Linked DNA regions of Mus musculus: region 1 is linked to region 2. A link is a contact called in public HiChIP or PLAC-seq data. All regions are on one chromosome and are shown on one strand. Each heading gives the region's core, a stretch centred on a gene start, on an enhancer-like site or on the middle of the called end of the contact. The rest is flanking DNA. Distances are from core to core; before and after follow the strand shown. Region 1 overlaps Gm46687 (a long non-coding RNA gene). Region 2 has its middle 70 kb from the start of Gm26314.

Evidence for each region. HiChIP or PLAC-seq counts read pairs in DNA pulled down with a chosen protein or histone mark.
Region 1: a contact with region 2 is called in an H3K4me3 HiChIP or PLAC-seq map of pro-B cells, with 3 times the contacts expected there. The contact joins two enhancer-like sites. A contact is called at or near these places in 5 of 484 Hi-C or Micro-C datasets (the AML12 cell line, embryonic stem cells, muscle stem cells and 1 more) and 10 of 115 datasets of contacts at active chromatin or transcription factors (the 230-238 cell line, acute myeloid leukemia, differentiating embryonic stem cells and 6 more).

Annotation. Positions count from the first base shown.
Region 1 is chrX:12,120,129-12,126,000 of GRCm38.p6, forward strand. Gm46687 (a long non-coding RNA gene) reads left to right here. Exons shown (of 3, transcript XR_003953120.1): 3 at 1-14. It also overlaps a transcript of Bcor not described here. Among named protein-coding and RNA genes, the nearest start is that of Gm46687, 31 kb to the left of the region's middle. Within about 2 kb of position 3,128, at least 142 of the 459 cell types and tissues checked have an H3K27ac peak or open chromatin away from gene starts, as enhancers often do. A contact at or near this core is called in pro-B cells, where this site is marked.
Region 2 is chrX:11,777,973-11,783,191 of GRCm38.p6, forward strand. No RefSeq gene overlaps it. Among named protein-coding and RNA genes, the nearest start is that of Gm26314, 70 kb to the right of the region's middle. Within about 2 kb of position 2,634, at least 6 of the 459 cell types and tissues checked have an H3K27ac peak or open chromatin away from gene starts, as enhancers often do. A contact at or near this core is called in pro-B cells, where this site is marked.

The sequences.
Region 1 (5,872 bases), core at 1,878-4,377, 340 kb after region 2:
GGATTTCTGAGTTTGAGACCAGCCTGGTCTACAAAGTGAGTTCCAGGACAGCCAGGGCTATACAGAGAAACCCTGTCTCAAAAACCAAAAAAAAAAAAAAAAAAAAAAAAAAAGAATGGTGAGGGTGGAGGGCTTTGGTCCAGTGTTTTTTGTCCTAACAGTACAGATTAACAGTGAAGAAACCAAAAATATGCTGGAAACTGTCTGAGAGTATCACAGGCGAGTAGCATGTTGGGGTTCCTCCTGTCTCTTGCAGGTCAAACACCCAAGGCTTCAGAGACACAGAGACTCAAAGACAAATAGCTTATTCACAAATACCACAGCAAGGTTGAAACCAACCAGATGTGTGTGAGGCTCAAGTCTCCCTAACCCCCAATGATCAGTTTCTGGGTGCAAGGTATTATTTTTAAGTCAGTTTTGCCCACCAACTAATTTAATGGCAACATTATGGGATGGGCCACGTTGATACTTCCCATTCCGTGGGTGAGCTGAGAGTAACTGCTTAGTTCCACAGTTAGGCAACCAGCCGAGGCAGCGGTTGAACCCTAGCTTCCCCAGACAAACTTTCAGATAGTCTTTACTTTGACATTTTATTTATTTCTGTTTATTTCTAGTGCACATAGGTAAATATGGAGGTCACAAGACAACTGCCACCACCTGGGTTCTGAGGCTAAAACTCAGGCTGTCCTGCTTGGCAGCGAGTGCCTTTCCTTACTGAGCAGTCTCATGCTGCAGCACCCCACACCTACCCTTTTTCCTTCGGCGTTTTGTTTTGTTTTGTTTTGTTTTGTTGTTCGGTTTTAGACCGGACCTTATATCGAAACACAGGCTGACCAAGAAGCTTACTAGATAGCGAGTACGACCTTGAGCCGCTGATTCTCAGGACTCTAGCTCCAAGTCCTGGGTTGTAAGTATGTATCACTATGCCTATGCTTTTGAGTGGTAGTGGTGGAGGTGTTGAGACAAGGTCTCAGGCTGAAGTGATCCTCCTGCCTCAGCTTAGAGAATGCTGGTGTTGTAGGCATGAGCTACCGACCACACTGGGCTCTAGAAGGGTGGATGGAGGGAATAAGAAATCACTACAATCTAAGTGGGGAATGTATTACTCTGTAACAGTTTAAGATGAAGTTAAATTGATTCAGACCTCTGAAAGGCTGCTGAATCCCTTGCAATAGGAATGTTAAATAAATGTTGTGCTTTTGAAAGCCTGCCTTCTGATATAGATGTTCATTAAGACCACTGGGTCTTTTGATTTTTCTTTGGGCTTTGGCTTCTTCAAGGTAAAACTAGTTTTCCAACCCTCTCTTTTTTGGACAGAATTTTTATTTTTTTTCCTTTTTCTTTGTACCTATGCTGACAATTGTGCGCAGGAAGCTGGGAGCAGTGATCCTGCAGAGAAGCAGAGATGGATGAGAGAGTCACGGTCTTCCCTCAACACACTTTGATAGCCTTAGAATTTTTTGCCATATGCTACCCTGGCACCCATCTGTAATCCCAGCATTCAGTGGGTAGAGGCAGAAGGATCAGGAGTCTAAAGCCAACCTCAGCACCATGAGACCCTATCTGAAAACAATGACATTTTTTTGGTCACGTGCAGGTGTTACCCCCTACCATTTTCAATTAATATGATCTAGTTATCTAGGCAGAATCTTGGGGAAGGAAAACATAGGACACCAGCCCCCAAGTCCCCACTTAGAAGATTGGGCAGAAGGTGTTTGTATGTAAGTGGAGCATCGATAAAAACACACCACTGAATTATAGCTTAAAAAAATACAGTCTTGGCCGAGCAGTAACGGCACACGGGAGGCATGAGCAGGCAGATCTCTGTGAGTTCGAGGCCAGCCTGGACTACAGATCGAGTTCCAGGACGGTCAGGGCTACACAGAGAAATTCTGCCTCAAAACTGACCCCAGACCCCCCAACCTCCCCCTGCCCAAAAAATTCTTGGGGTTGAGAAAGGGTTCAGTGTTGTACAACACAGGGGTCTGAGTTTAGATCTGTAGTACCTATATATAAACCGAGTGTATCGCCCTGCGCCTTTGACTAAAATGGCTGAGGCAGGGAGATTCTGAGTTCAAAGCCAGCCTAGACCCTGTCTCAAAAGAAAAAACTATAAAAGTGACTAAGGCTACAGCTCAGTGCTTAAGGAACTTACCTAGCATATATGAGACTCTGAGTTCAATCCTCCAGTACTCGGTGGGATAAGGAAAAAGAGAAAGAAATAAAAAAGTCCTCTGTAGTTGTAGCCTGCTGTTTCAGCTACACAACAAGCTGAGTTAGGAGGACTGAGCTCTGGGCAGCACAAGACCCTGTTTCAAAACATACACATGAGCAGGCCAGGGTGACATGTAACCCCAGGACTTAAGTTCAACAATAGCCTGGGCTAGGATCTAATTCTAAGGCAGGTTGGGCTAAGAGCTAAGAGCCCCCCCCCCAACAAAGACTTTCTCCCAGCTTTTGTGTGAAAGGAAGCAGAATCTTGGAAACCTGAGGTGTTACTCCTACTCCCTTGCAAGAGCCATCAGTAGTATTAAACAGACCAGAGACCAGAGCTAAAGGTAGTGGGCGAATGACTCTGCTCACCGGTGACCCATGAAGAAGCATGTGATTTGACACCCATCCCCCCCCACCTCCTATTTGTATTTCTAGGGAACGTCTGCTTGCGTAAGGGAACACAGAGCACGATCGGACTTTTATTCAGCATAGGATCGAAGTTACCAAGTGTTCACCACTACTCAAATCCCAAAGCTACCAGTCAGGGAACTCAGGCCATGCTCAGTCCCGGGGCCACTCGAAAGAAGGGAAGGGCTCCTGCTCTTTGACAATTTACTCTCTCTCGGAGAGCTCGCGCAGAAGCCTGCAACTATCCACCAGACCAGAATGAGGAAGTACTGTTCTCAGAGGACTGCGGAGGGGCAGGAGGGCTGGCTTAGACTTAAGCTGGCTGAGGAGGGGGGGTGCCCAAATTTGGGGGCAAGGAGGTCTGAGTAGTGGGCTGGAGAGGGCGCACTGCCAGCTCTAGCTGGCTCAGAGCCAGGGAGTCTGACTGAACTTGGGCCAGCCCTGTTGGCCCACAGACTCAGTACGCTAACTGCCTGAGTACTCCCAGCCTCTTTGTTTGCACTTCCCCACAGTTCCCCGGTAGTGTTTAGGAATGCGCTTTGAAGGTTCCAGCGCGTTTCGCCAGTGCGTAGGGAAACCAAGAGCAAAGGCTGGGCCCAGGCCAGATGGCTCGAAGGAGGGCACCTGTGATCACACTGAAACACCCCAAGGGGCAAGTCGAATCTAGGGGGCACAGAGGGAGTGTGCCCAGGGAAGGGGGATGTATTTAAGCCAGTTCAAATTCTCTGCTGGGGGACTCCCTCACAATTCCAAACCTTGGAGATTTCCAAGTTTGTTTTGTTCAGGGAGGCAGTATTCCCTTATCGAGTTCCAGAAAGAGCGGGGGGGGGGCGGGGGGAGGGGAGGGGAGAAGAGGAGAGGAGAGGAGAGGAGAGGAGAGGAGAGGAGAGGAGAGGAGAGGAGAGGAGAGAGAGAGAGCGCTGGAGGGGGGCAGTGCAAGCTTCCCTTTTCTCTCGGTCTGGGGCTAGTCTCTCGGTCAGGCTAGTCCTGACTTGAAAAGCTGCCTTCTTGATTTGCATCAAAATCTCTCTGGCCTGGCCCCCAGGGGAAATAAAGTTAGGCAGGCTTTCCAAGGAAGGGGGAAGTAAAGGACCCATGTGACCCCTGCCACCATCCAAACAGAACAATCTGGAAGGCCCTGGAGCTTGGTCCGGGTTTAGGTTGGAAGCAGAGAGGTCCCTGGCCCCAAGAGGCTGGTAGCCTCATCTTCCTCCTGGAATCCAGCTGCAGGCGCAGGGGCAGGGTAACAGTGACGCTCAGGGAGTGGCTGATTTCCTTCTCCACGTCCTCAGAAGCTCACCCACAGTCCTTTATGTCCTTTGTTATTTTGCACATAAAAGGAAGGAGTCGCCCCTGCTGGGTCATTTGAGGAGTCTAGCACTTGTGGCCCCAGATGTCCAGCATACTGCTTTGCGTAAGGCAAGTGCTTAATAAATGCTAACTGGTTAAAATAGTGAGCCAGAAAGAAACCCTTTCTCCAACCAAAAGTGCTCTAACTCTTGGTACCAACCAGAAGTGCTTGGTACTTGGTTTTACTTTTTGTCCAGTTGATCAAATGTTTTCACCCTCTGAATTCATGAGGGCTTAAAGAAGACCCCAAGATCTTTCTAGATCCACAACCACCACCTTTGTTCGCAAACTAGTCCTTTAGCCCTAGTTCTGATCATCGGGATCCTGCCACCTAGGCCTAGGCTTCAGCTGATCGATCATTCTCTTGTTCTCCCGTGCCTCGTCAGGGTAACTTTACCATACACACTCAGTCACTGGATTCTTTGACACATCTGTTCCTTTCTGTCTCCGCGGCCATTTATACAGTCCCAGCTCCTGAGTACACACACAGGCCTGTGGCACATGAGCAATGACTCCAAAGCCACAAAGGGCACTTGGATCTCCCCCCCACCCCCGCACCCCCTCCCCACCCCCTGCAGCCAGTGTTGTCTAGAGCTCAGATAAACCTCCCTCTTGCTTCCAGATGATGACAAGGCCTGGGTTTAGGGGCCTGTGGTCTCTGGATTTCCCCCTTAGTTCCCATTTCCCCTTATTTCCTTGTGGCCATTGATGTGGTGTCTGAAGCTCTGCTTAGGGTAAACAAAGTGATCAGACGGCTCCCTTTCTTCCCGCTCTCAGAAAAGTCACTTTCCCTGCTTAAGTAATGACTGCCTTTTCCTCCCAGCCTCCTCTCAACCCACATATATTTAGTGTAAGCTGCCCTGGGTAGAGTTTAATTAGGTACCAACTCACCCAGGGGCAAATACCAAGGACCCCTCTCAGGCTGAACAAATGGGACCTATGCTTGATGTAGCCAGCCTACCCCTGGCTGATAAGTGACTGGCGGCTAGCAGGTAGAGGGCTGTCCATTCTGAGCTAATGATTGCCTTAGGCACCAAGTGATGGAAAATCCTGGCAGGCTGGCAAGCTGCAGGGCTAAGCCAGGGACAATTGTATGGACCAGTTTAACATGGCTGCAGGGAGGGATGGCAGAAGGAATGCAGCCTGTGTGTGTGTGTGTGTGTGCGCATACACGCACATGTGCGAGTGCTTGCTTGCTTGTGTGTGTACATGTGTGTGCATGTGTATGCGCATGCATGTGTGTGCCTTTTCTCTCCAGTCTCCCTGCTACCTTTCCCTAGCCCATACTCTTTCCTACCATTTTTCTCTTCTGTTTCTAGCCCACACGAGTTGAAATTAGAAAGGTCTTTGAATTCATTTATTTGTTTTAATAAAGACAGCATTTTAAGCAGCATATTTGCAGCACTTGAGTGTTAAACTAAACACCAAGCCAGCTAAATGTGTTAGGGGGACATGAAAAGTCAGTTTACAAGAAACATATAATTAACGCGGTCTTTGACTTTCTCTAAGCTTTTGTCTGGCGCAGGACAAGACAGAGGCGCCATAATCAACTTTAAATAAATGAAAGATCGCATCCAGGCGAAAGGGGGACAAAAAAGTTTGGAGTGGAAAACAAAGGCCAAAGAAGGAATTTGGAGCATTGGAATAAATATGCTTAGAAATACATCTTTTGTTCCTTTCCGTGTAGTCAATATCCATTTTCTCCTTCCCAATTGGAAGGTTCTGGACTATACCTGTGAACAGCCACAGAAGCACAGGCCTGGTGGGGGAAGGGAGGTGAAATGAGGCACCCACAGGAAACGCATGGGAGTTTCAAGAGGTTGATAAATCCAGGCTAATGGAAATTACTATTGCACAACCCGGGAGTCTTCACGTGGCCTGACTTCCAATAAATGGTTCC
Region 2 (5,219 bases), core at 1,384-3,883:
GGGATACAAGTTCAGAGATCAATAACACCACAGAGCCAAGACCTATGGCACAAGCCCTAAATCCTAGCTACTCAGGAGGCTGTAGCAGATAGATTGCAAACTCAATTCCAGCCTGGGAAACTTAGAGAGACCCTATCCCAAAAATAAAAAGTGAAGAGAAGGCCAGGGATGGAGCTCGGTCGTGGACGGTTTTGCTCAGTGTATGCAAGGGCCTAATTTCCACAAAATATTACCCAAGTATCAAGCTGGAATGTTCCATTGGACTTTGCTTTCTAGAAGTTTATAAACTAGCAGAGAAGTTGGTTTGTGTGTGTTCCCCCAGAATGCTCATTCTAGCAAGGGAGAGATGGCAAGAGAAGAACTGAGAAGCAGAGGGTGGCAGAGTTCACTAGAGTTGTTGTCTTGGTGACTTGTCTTGTTTGTGAGGAAATGCCTGGCAAAAATCAACTTAAGGAAAGAAGGGTTTTGTTTGGCCTCTTTTGCTGGGGGTACAGTCCATCAGGGACGTGAAGTCACGGCAGCAGGGGCATGAGGTCGTTTGTCTCATTGTGTCTGCAGTAGGGGAGCAGAGAGATGAGCATTGATGCTCAACTAACACTCTCTCTCCCCTCCTCTCTCTCACTCTCTCTTTCTCTCCCCTTTTCATTTGGTCCAGAAACCCCAGCCATTAAATGGTGAGGCCCACATTTAGGATGGATCGTCCTGAATTCATTAACCCAGCCTAAATAGCTCTCCTAGACATGCCCAGAGGTTTGTTTCTGGGTGATTCTAGACCTCATCAAGTTGACAACCAATATTAACTGTCACTGGTGTTTTAACAGAAAGAGATTTAACACATTGAATTACATGTTAACAGCATCTTTTTGGAGGCTATAAAGACATATGTAGACCTTCCAGAAATGAGCTCCAGGGCTGACCCTGTAGGAGAGCTACACTCAGCCACGATCAGAAAAGTGGTGATGTTGAGCTACTACTACTGAGACTGATAGGTTCAGAGGCACAGCCATAAGTGTGGTGTAAGAGTCAAAAAACTGCTGACATCCAGTTTGAGAATGTGGAGTCTGGCTGCTGTGATGGTTCTCACCACCCACAAAGCTAGACCAGAGATGTCCTAATACTTCCAGAGACATTTCCATCTGGACCATCTCGCTTGCATAGAGAAGGCACCAAAGATGCAGAAATATGACCTACCTCATGTCCAACCTGCAAATCTTGAGCAGTCAGAAGTAAAGACCTACTACTGGGGCATATGCGTGCAACCCTACAGCGGGATCTGGGAAAGGTAATTTTTCAATGTTCTTGTGCCTGCTCTATGGGAAATCACATTGATGGTGGTGAGAGCCAAGTACCAATATAGTGGCAGAGCTGCAAAATCCCCCACACTCCTCAGGGGAAAGGCCTGACTTATATCAGTTATCAATTCCCATTGTGTGAGTACTCTCAAGGTGATTGACATGAAGCTACCGGTGTGTTATCAGTGAACATAGAACTGGAAACGACATGTACAACTGACCCTTCCAAGTTAGAACACACCAGGTCCAGAAAGCTACTCCTAATAGAGCCTACCAGCTTATGTCAGAGGCAGTGAGAAGAAAGACAAAGTAAGAGAAGGCCTCTGGATGCCACACTTGTTCTAATAAGTAAAGTAACCACCCCTCTTGTTACCAAACAAGATCTATGTTGTCCACCACTGAAAGCACCAATCACTGAAATGTTTCAGTTGTACAACAAAGATTCACGAGGCAATAATGTTGCAGAGTCAATGTTTGGGAGTATCTAGCGGATACAAAAGCAAGGTGCTCAGGGCATGGGGCAAGGCAATTAAAGTAAGAAGTGAGGTAATGGGAGTTGTGTGCATATACAATCAAACCTGATGGCTCTTTAGAGGACATGGGACACCTACGAAGGCCCAGGAAGTCAGTGGCTTTCACCTGTCCAAGCTAATCAAGGCTACTTGTAAATTGCTGAAAAACAAAACAAAGCCAAAAAAACAAAACAAACAAACAAACAAACAAACAAAAAACCATGCCACCATTCCACAGTAACTGTATATTGGAGGTATTGCCTACAGCAAGGCTGATAGGGGTCCATTTGCTATTTAGCCAATCAACTTCCAAAATTAGTGCTGTGAGCAAGTCACCAGAAACAAGCCAAACTAGAGGCTGCGCTCAGATCTTCCCTCCATTGCCCACTCCTACGAGGCTGAACATCTTCATTATTCCTTTACCGACGAGCACGGAAGCCCTTCGCTCACCTCTAAGACTCTGATCAGGTGATTGGGTGATGGGAGGAACAGAGCCAGTTGAATTAGAACTTGCCCACAGATGGGAGACCCGCTATAGGGCCCTGGCAGATTAAGTTTTCTAGTCTCTATTGTCCCCAAATGCTCACAAGATGGCAACAGGAAGGAGCCAGAGGCCCGTGAGTGACAGAGCAAATGAGGAGATGATTTGCTGTCCAGCTTCAAAAAGCTTGCTCAAAAGGAGAGACTCTTCTGGGCTTGTGTGTGTGTGTGTGTGTGTGTGTGTGTGTGTGTGTGTGTGTGGTGGGAAGGGGAGGTTTGTTTTATATGTAGTTAGAGAAAAACATCCTGAAGTCAGCCACTTGGATCAAAGAAAACAGACTTCAAAGGAGCTCCTTTTAGAAAGGAGTATGAAAGATAGAGGGAGGACACGTGTGTCATTTTAGAGAGGAACTCATGGAGCTCAGGCTAACCTCAAACTCAGGAGCCCAGAATGACCTTGACCTCCTACCTCCCAATGCTGGGGCTACAGGTGTGCGCCACCAAACCGAGTTTCTAAAATTCTGGGGAGTGGAATCCTGTGTGTGTGTCTGTCTGTCTGTCTGTCTGTCTGTCTGTCTGTCTCTGTCTGTCTGTCTACACCCAAGTGTGGCATGTGTGCAAGCATTGTGAGAGAGAGAAAGAGAGAGAGATTTTCAAATATATTTTTTAAGCTGAGAATGAAAATACACCCCTGTAATCCTGGCACCCAGAAGGCTGGGGCAGGACGATCAGGAGTTCTAGGCCAGCCTGAAGTACATAACAAAACCCTACTTCAAGCAAACAGATAAATAAATGAATACCTTAATTTAAATTGCCCTTGGGAATGTCAGAATAGGAGCCAGGTTTGCATTTTTTTTAACTAAACCCCGCAAACATATTGTGGCTGAAAGCAGAGGTTCCACCAAACCAGAAAGGACACTCCTAGGGCCTCCAGGCAGAAGCAGGGCTGGGAGATAGGGTCTGGCCTCTTCATGAGGCTCTAATTGGCTGAGGCTAACAGTGGTGCGAGAACCCGAGGGGGAGGTGTCATATATAAAAAGTTACAGGACAGCACATCCACCCCAAGGGTCTTACAGAGCACACCTCTTGAATTTTAACGACCAGAGTTACAACTGGGCAATTAACCCCTCGAGGTAGCCCTCTACCAGCACTGCTGGAGACAAAAGGCAGAGCCAGTTCAGCCTCCCTGGGGTCAGTGGAGTCAGGCTAGTACCTCCTCCCAGCAGAGGTAAATGCCATTTCTTCTCACACCAAGGTCTCCAAAGAAAGGAAGCCTGCATGCCACAGAACGAGTTAGTGTCTAACTTTCCTGGTATGTGAAATCCACTTTTGTCTACATGTTATGTTCATTTAAATGTTTAGAGGAGATCCAAGGAGGAGATACAAGCCCCAGATCTACTTTGCTGGAGGTAGGAGTTGGGAGTATCCAAGGGATAAAACGACCAGGCGGTTAAGGCACAGGGCAAGGTGACTGAAAATAAGAAGTTTGATAACGGCATCCTCTAACCCCCCCCCAAAAGACCTGAAGCAAGTTTGAACCTGCTAAGAGTGTTAGCTATATAACAACAACAACAACAACAACAAAATGGGTTATTTGATGCAAATGTCACCACCACCACAGCTGCTCACCCACCCCAAAAGAGCCTTCTTATAATAGCCCTGACTGACCTGGAACTCACAGAGATATGCCTGCCTCTGTCTCCAATATGCTGCTGCTGAATTAATGGACCCTGCTAAACATCACTTTTTTTTTTCTTATTCAAGCCACCAAAACTATTCAGGACAGTCGTATTATTTCCAAAGAAATCCTCATGAGCAGAGCAGCAGTAATGGGAAAACAGCATCCTGGAAACGGACAGGGCTTTCTTCTCTGTCTCTTCTAATGAAAGGAGGAAGCAAGTGGGGTAGGGATGTAGAGTGGAGGCAGTATGCACCTGAGACTGCCCCTCCAGACAGAGGCAACTGTGGCTGACTGTCAGATCTGAGCGATGGGGGTGTGAGTAGATAGCAAGGATCGGATGAAAACTCTTCTCATTCTGAATACAGCGCTTTTCTGATGCCCAAAGTGCTATGCAAGCAGTTGCAGCACCAGAAAGGCACATGTGTGATCCCAAAGCTCTAGAGCAGAAAAGAAAGAAAAGATTTATTGAGTTCAATGGTGACTTCCATACCCTCAAGTCCTATGCCATAAGGTACACGCTCTCTGGTCCTTTTTCAAGGGCTGGCCCTCCTGGTTATATACTACCATGTGGGGTTCAGTTAAATAATTTATGTAATTGTTTTAATAGAAAGTTCGCCCTTTATAGGAAAATCAATAGTGTCTACATGGTGTCCTACTTTTGTACAGGCATGAATTGAGTCTATTCCCAAGACCCTGTTACCCTGGGTAGGGGTCCAGCCAGCAGGGTGGCTGTGCTGAGCTGGAGGACACACGTACTGGAGAGAAATAAGCAAGTGGTGCGGCAAGTGGCCGGCGAGGCTGGCTGGCGATTCAGCCTTTGCAGCATGAGCTGTGTAAGCATGCGCGGCAGCGCCATTGGTGCCCAACAAGCCCAGTCATACGCAGCCCCATGCTCAAGACGGGCCCTGTGCTGGGGAGCTAGATGCTCGGTGGCAAATATAGTCAGCCCTGTGTGTCCCTGAGCTATGCCTCTGTGGGTCCAACTAACCACCCATGGAAAATGGTGAGAAAGCAGAGCATCTGTACTGAACACACACGGGCATTTTGCTTGTCATTATTCCCTAAACAATGTGTTTAACAACCATGTATACAGCATTTACAATGCATTGGTATTATAAGCCACCGCCAAATGATTTAAAGTATACCGACATGGTACTGCGTGCACGTGATCCCAGCACTCAGGAGGCTGATGTGGGAAGATGACAAGTTCAAAACTGCCCTGGGCTACATAGCAAGACAGTCTCCACACAACCT